2 separate regions of the Mus musculus genome follow, and region 1 is linked to region 2. The links are chromatin contacts, called in public promoter capture Hi-C maps. All regions are on one chromosome and are shown on one strand. The core of a region is the stretch at or near the end of the contact, and the rest is flanking DNA. Distances in the headings are between cores, read along the strand shown. Region 1 holds the start of Krr1 (KRR1, small subunit (SSU) processome component, homolog (yeast)). Region 2 holds the start of E2f7 (E2F transcription factor 7).

Evidence for each region. Promoter capture Hi-C pulls out the DNA fragments that hold promoters and counts their contacts.
Region 1: a contact with region 2 is called in a promoter capture Hi-C map of pre-B cells, with 10 times the contacts expected there. The contact joins the promoter of Krr1 here to the promoter of E2f7 in region 2. A contact is called at or near these places in 4 of 39 promoter capture datasets (the C10 cell line, embryonic stem cells, liver and 1 more), 6 of 484 Hi-C or Micro-C datasets (CD4 T cells, double positive thymocytes, natural killer cells and 2 more), 4 of 115 datasets of contacts at active chromatin or transcription factors (large pre-B cells, regulatory T cells, stem cell-derived neural progenitor cells and 1 more) and 2 of 9 other capture datasets (adipose tissue and liver).

Annotation. Positions count from the first base shown.
Region 1 is chr10:111,970,862-111,974,241 of GRCm38.p6, reverse strand. Krr1 (KRR1, small subunit (SSU) processome component, homolog (yeast)) reads right to left here and starts at 1,547. Exons shown (of 10, transcript NM_178610.4): 1 at 1,368-1,547. The coding sequence starts at 1,449.
Region 2 is chr10:110,743,804-110,747,628 of GRCm38.p6, reverse strand. E2f7 (E2F transcription factor 7) reads right to left here and starts at 2,190. Exons shown (of 13, transcript NM_178609.5): 1 at 1,950-2,190; 2 at 1,205-1,297. The coding sequence starts at 1,297.

The sequences.
Region 1 (3,380 bases), core at 298-2,797, 1.2 Mb before region 2:
GTTAAACCTTCCTAAGACAGAATGTGTGAACCCTAGTAGAGGAAAGGGAAGGGAACTAAGGCCACTTAGGACCAAGAATATCACTTGCTTATTAGGTTAGGGTGAAAGTCTAGCTATATAAGTACATCCAGGACCTCAAAATCAAAACACAACAACAACAAAAAAAATCACTGTAAATTTAGATCGATGAGCAATCTCAACTATTAGAGTTGTGCTGGCCCAGTTTCCCCTCCATGGTTGACTATACCCTCACGCTTTGAACGTAAACAAACCTTTCCTAAAACAGAAAAAAACCTGGCACAGCTCCTTCCGGTAGCATTAGCATAACTTGAAGATACCCTGCAATTGAGTTTCCAATCCTAAATTCCTACAGAGACCCTGAGGCATTACCAGAAGACATGCACAAAGGTGCTTACAAGAGCAAGCTGAAGGCAGAGCTCAAATGTCCGCCAACGACGGAATTTAAATATTACACAGCATCGTAAAGAATCAGAAGCTAAAGACACAGACAACATACATAGAGTACACAGCTCCATTCATTCTCCTATGATTCAAAAGGAGACAAAAATCGAAGCGTTTTGTTAAAAATCATAATAGCTGTAGATAGGTGACAGAAAGCTCGAACGAATTACTCCGGGTACCAGAAAGGAAGCTATATAGCATCTGTGATTGGCACATGGATAACTTGAGGAAGATGGTCTACTCATCCTGTCAATTCCTCAAGCGTTGGTTTGAAGCTTTTACCGGTGTCTATAGTCCCTGCCGTATTTTACGTACTTAGTTTTTAAAAGAAAAAAATTTTTCTTTTTAAATTGAAGGTAGGTAAAAACCAAACTCTCATCAAAACGGAAAGAAGCAATCAAACTAGAGCAGCCAAAAATCAAACTAGGGGTTAGAGCTAAAGACTGAGAGCTGTGTCATTTAGCAACTTAATAATCAGATAAAAGTTCTGACAAAACTTCCCATTGAGCTCCGTCCCCACCTTTCCCCGTCCGCCTCCCTCATCACCATCGGCGCTCGCAGGACACGAAGATTCTCCCACCTGATCCTGATCCGCATCCTCTCAACCTCCCCTCCCCAAAGCTCAAGGCAGAACTGCCGCGCCTTCCACAATCTCTGAGTCCTCACACTTTTACCGGGGACAGAAGGCGCATCGGGTACACTTGCCAGGGACGGTCGCTGGCAAAAACACTGCGTTAGCTGCACGTGGCCGGCGCAGCCATCAACACCCGCAACCCTCGGCTACCCCGGCTACCGCAGGCACTGCACAGCCTAAAAGAGGCTCAACCCAAGTGCGCGGCCAAAGAAAGAGACAAAGATGCTTCGAGATCCGCCAGCTCCGGGCTTCGGGTCTCGCACTGCCTCACCTTGGGTCTCACGCTTCTGTTTCTGCGGCTGAGAGTCACGTTTTTGAGCTTCTTTGGCAGGCGCCTCCGCAGAAGTTGCCATCGCAAAACTGCTTCCGGCGGCCCCGGAAGTGGAACTGTTCTTTAAGATCCCGCCGGCTACAATGTGTAAAAGGCAAAACGAGTTCCGGATAATCCCTATGAGACCTGCGTGGTCTCTGCTCTGACGAACAGGAAGCCGATGGGGCGGGGACGGGGGGGAGCGTGACACTTCCTTCCCAGGATGCATTGCAACCTCGGTGTTGCACGCTGGGAATGGTAGTTTTCTTGTATCAAGCTCTAAATTGTAGCTACTTGTATAGCCCTGTGGGAACTTCTTTTTTGAGAGGGGAAGGGAAGGAAAGGGAGAGAAAGGGAGCGAAGGAGAGGAGAGAGAAGAGAGGTGGGTGAGGGTGAGGGAGAGAAGGGAGGGGAAATTATTAAAATTCTTATTTGAGGGGGATTAGAAATCTAATGAAAATGGCGAATTGTATCAAAAATCTACCCAAACTTTGCTACCACTCTTTAGCCCATTTGAAAACCTACCATGAGTTTTGCATTTTAAATCTCTCAACTTCCAGATTGGTTTTAAAAGACTTTTCTGTTCTATTTTTATTTATTTGTTTGCTTGCTTGTTTTGTTTATTTTGGGTTTATGAATCGAGGCCACTGTGTATCCTTCACTAGCCTGGAACATGCTATGTAGACCTGGCTGGCCTCAACGTCATAGTGATCTTCCTGCTTATGACTCCAGAATCTGGGATTAAAGGTGTGTACCACCACACCGGTCTTCAGCATTCAAATGTTTGGGGTTTTTTGGTGGGGGCTGGAGGGAGCTATTACCAAAACTTTATTGTTTATTATTCTTACATCATAGCTTTAAAAGGCTTAGAATATAGTCAGTAAAAACAGCAAAAAAATATTAGCACAAAAATATATTCACTAAATTAGATGCTAAGATGTGAAGAGATGTAACCAGGGTCTGAAAACACACTAGGACCTCTCCTTCTGGACCATGCTCTCCCCAACCTCCAGGAAATATTTAATAAGCACATGGGTCAATAAGCCAGATAAAGGAAAGAGGAGTACCCGCATATGCCTAGTAAAACTGAGAACAATACTTCAGGTGCTTAGATCGGTGGTTTTCAACCTGTGGATTGTGACTCCTTAGAGGGTCAAACTACCTTTCACAGGGGTCGTCTAAGACCATCAGAACGCACATGTATATAGACATTATAATTCATAACAGTAGCAAAGTTGGACGTAATAACGAAATGATTTTGTGGTTCAGGGATCACAGAAACATGCAGAACTATACTGAAGAGTTGCAGCATTAGGAAGGTTGGTAACCACTGGATTCGACTATGTTTTGAACAAATTTTAAGGGAAATTCTCTGTATGCAAACTGATGCCTCATAATGGTGCACCCATTCCAGTCTCTTTGAGAATCAAATGTAGTTAGTATTATGTTTGAATGGTTATGAGCTTCGAGCTTCTTTCAAAGAGTGCTTTTCACACATGGGTGTGTGGGTCTGGGTTCCTTTCACTGGAAAGAGGCTGTTGGCCTCACTTCAACTTCTTCCAAGCCCTTGTTATTTTTTTTAAGTTGACAGCATAATAGTATTTCAATAAATACTAAAAAGTCTTCTAAAATCAAGATGAGAAGATGGGAAATTCAACACAACTATCAGGTTGGGGGGCACCCACATGTTCTGAATAAATTTCATCTAGATTTTAATGAGTCTGTTACTCATTGATCATAAAGTATTTAAATCAATAATTTAAAAGGGAAGAGGCTATGGGACTTTATTGTAATTTGTTGTGCTGTGTTCGGTTGATATCCCTGGGAGGCTTTTCATTTGTTTGTTTTAAGAGAAACAGAGGAGGAGTGGATCTGGGGAAGAAGAGAGAGGGGACTAGGAGGGGTGGAGGTAGGGGAAACTGGTTGGAATATAATGTATGTAAAGAATGAAAATAAAAGGTAAAATGCTCTGCT
Region 2 (3,825 bases), core at 941-3,440:
ACCAATTCATTCTAGTTGAGATGGTTTGACCACTTTCCCAATCTCTTAGGTCATTTGAATTTCTCTGCACTTTCCCATGAGAAAACTCACCACTTACTGAGGCAAATTAGGGGAGGGGACCATCAAACCTCAGGGACAGTACTTGGTCAGTCACTGACCAGAACAAAAGTGGGGCACTGAGAGAGCAGACCGCTTTCTAGGCAGAACTATTCAAATTACAAAGGAAAACAGAAAAGTTTTATTTTGGAACTGCCAAAACCAAAACTTCTAAATACACACACACATATATATATATATATATATATATATATATATATATACACATACATATACATATACATATACATATATATATATAGTTGTAGTCTTAAGTAACTTTAAGAATACTCTTTAAAACAAAAACGTCTTGGTATACATGCCCCCCTCTAACAAACATAATAGCTGCCAAATATTGTATAAAGTCTTGTATAAAGGCAAGTCTTTTGTCACCAGGCAGGTTCACTGTTGATGCTAACCTAAAACTAACACTTGGACTCCAGAGAGGTTCAATGCCTAAGGAAGTTGCTACTAGAGATTTCCATTCCAGGTTTCTGAAACTGGTTTGTTACATCTGTTTGCTGTTGCTTAAACAACGCTCAGATTCACAGCTCTGTCTTCTCAAAAGGACATCTGTTCTGCACACCTGTGCTGATGCAGGCCAGGGTGGTTTAGACATTGCTGAGTGTGTGGCTCAGTATATCTGAAGCAGAAGGGCTGTCAACTATTCAGAGGAGCTGGTGAGGGTCAGTCACATTGACCCCTGTCTAGGAGGCAAGGCTGTAACTCTTGGGAGACATCTCTGTAGTTGGTCCATTAGGAGGAAGGTGGTGTTTCTCAGCATTCGGACATTAAATCCAGTATTTACAACAACAAAATCCTGTTCCAGGGAATTAACGCTTTCTAATTTCTTCCAACATTAATTCAACTGCCCTTGGGATCTCTAGGCATCACAAACTTCTGATCACTGCATCCAGAATGCACCTTTGGCTTCAGAAGCTGGTTCCAACACTAATGACTTAAGAGGAGCCGAAACAAAGGTCGCAATGGCCCCATTCTCTAAAAACTCCTCTATAACGGCCATCACAATTATGCTGTATACGAGACGAAAGCTAGGCATCACCATCCAAAACATGCTGGAGACTATAAAGTATTTATTTGTGCTTACCTTTTGTGCGTTCTCTGCATCTTCAATGGCAAAATCTAGTCTGGTCTGCCTGGGGCTGATCAAGTCTTTTAGTGTTAAACAATTCACCTCCATCTGGAACACACAACTATATCAGAAAATGATTTTACATTTATTTCCCCCTACAACAACAACGACAAAATGCCACTTGTGAACATCAACTTTCCCTTCCTACAGCATTCCTGGAATTTTCCAAGAATGAAGACACCCTCCATTCCTCATTAAAACTCACACGGACAAACACTTAAAATATACTTAGGAATCACTGGAAATCTGGGAAGACGAAAAAACTGAACAAAACTGCAATCCTTTATGAAAAGCAACAGGCAAAATAGTTACCAAGGAAGGAAGGTGTTAGGCAAATGCCAAGAAAGTTACAGGGTCTCCCAGGTCAGTTAATTTTGGCGCAAAGAACCGGGAGGAATTCAACTTTGAGTGGGTTTGATCTAGGGGGTAGACTGAAACCTGATCTAGAGACCAACCCATGCGGGAAGCGCTCAGCCCCTCCCTAGGCATCTAAGCACACCCCAAGTGAAACTCTTCCCAGGGGACCCCTAAATCGTGGGGGTAGGTGGTAGTGGGGACCAGCCTCCTTCACCTAGCGCTGCAGCCAGCACAACCCCAGGGGGCACTCGGACCCGGGGCCTGTGGGACGGCATCCAGGGCGGCGGGTAACCCGTCTCCGCATTCCCGCCTCCCCATCCGAGGGGGCCGCACGCTTCCTTACTGTCGCTGCGCGATGGAGGGTCTCTCCGGGGACGTCCGCAGCCGCACGCGTGAGCGGGCAGAGCGTGTAGATCTCAGCGGCCGGCTGGCGACATGGGCAGGGCAGGGCAAGGCTCGCAGATCCTCCGCTCCACCCGCGGTGTCCGCGTAGCGACAGCGTCTCCTACCCGCCTAAGCCAAGCTCCAGCCCTGGATCGCGGTCCCCGCTAAAACACCTCCTCTGGCGCCTTGAGACTGAATTTGAGCATTCACCAATGCGCGGCGGCCGGCGGGGCGGTGCCGACCAATGGCGCGGCGGCACGGCCCGAAGCCCCGCCCCTCGCTGTCTTGGCGCTCGGCGCCGCGCCTTTCCTCCCCTTCGCCCGCCCGCCGGATTGTTGTCGCCTCGCCCCCTCCCCCTTCCGGGTACCTGGAGGCGGTGACGCGGGAGCGTTTCCCGCGGGGACGCGGGCGCGGACGCGGGAAGCCGGGGCGGGGCGGCGCGGGCCGGCGCGCTCTCCGCGGGGCGCCCTTTTGTTGTGGGGGACCGACCCACGCCGGCCCCCAGCGCAGCAGATGGAGCCGGGGAAACGATCCGCACGCGCGGGATGCTGCGGACGCCGCCCTGCCCCCAGCAACCTGCGGGAGCCGAGTTGCCGGGACCTGCCAGGGCGGCTCCCTAGCACCCGGCGCCGCCAGGTGACACGTGAACCCTGGTTAGCACCTGGGCTGCGAGCAGATGGCACGCCCGTTAGCCCTGGGAACAACCCCGGCAGCCGCACCAAAGGGGGTTTTGCAAAAGGTTTCCTGGTGTTCCCTCTCCAGAGCATTAGAGATGGTCGAGAATGTGTTATTAGACAGTTTCTAGTAAGGACTAGCTTGGGGGATGGGGGAACAGTCAAGAATATCTCTGGAATATTACTGATTTCTATTAGACCTTTCACTTCCTTCGGATTCTTATTTAAAATATGAACCTAAGGAAAGACTGCTATTTTAGGCCCCTCTTGAGAAACTCTTGTTTAGAACCGTTTTGGATTTGCACAAAAAACTGAAAAGATACTTTAAAAGAGTTCACTCACATCTAGTACCCAGTTTCAGCCACTTATGTAAGTACAAAGCACTTGTTTAAGTCACTATTTATTCAGGTTTTCTTTTTACCAAATGCTTTTTTATTTCCTGTTGGAGGACATCGCTTTTGTTCATCTCTCCTAAGCTCCTGGTTCAGTTTCTTGGGTTGATCCCCAGATTTTCCCCGAGTACTGTTATTTTGTAGGGTGCCCTCAGCTGGGATTTATAACGGCCTCTTTAACACATGCCCACGAGTATTTCCCCACTTCAACGCAAAACTATCATTCTCATTACCCCGTCTTAGCCGTTCCGTGCAAAGGCCCCACCCTTCACCTCTCAGCTCTCAAAAATGTACAATGAGCCATCAGAAGAATTCAAAATATTTACTCAAGTCCTTCGGTTTTTACTCCAGTCTGCTGGTACATTCAGCCTGAAAATGGCTACCGGACTATACCTTAGAAAAGACCAGAACGCATGTAAAACAATCCGCATGAACAAATAAACAATAGTAGCTTAAAAAAAAAGTATGTCTATGGCAAATAACAATTTGAAGACTATAGGGATAGCTCAGCCAATAAAGTGCTTGAAGGATCAGAGTTGGACCTCTGGTGCCCATGCTGGTGTGGAGGTGCCTGTGCTTGCAGCACCAGCAGGCACAGACCGATCCCTGGGGCTTGCGGACTAGCCTGTTTAATAAGCTCCAGATAAAGGAAAGACCCCCGTGTCAAAAACCAGAGGTATGGGGTTGGAGAGATGGCTTAATCAGTAAAGTGCTTGCTCAACAAGCAGGAGGACGGAGTTGGGATTCCCAGCACCCATTTTCAAAGCTG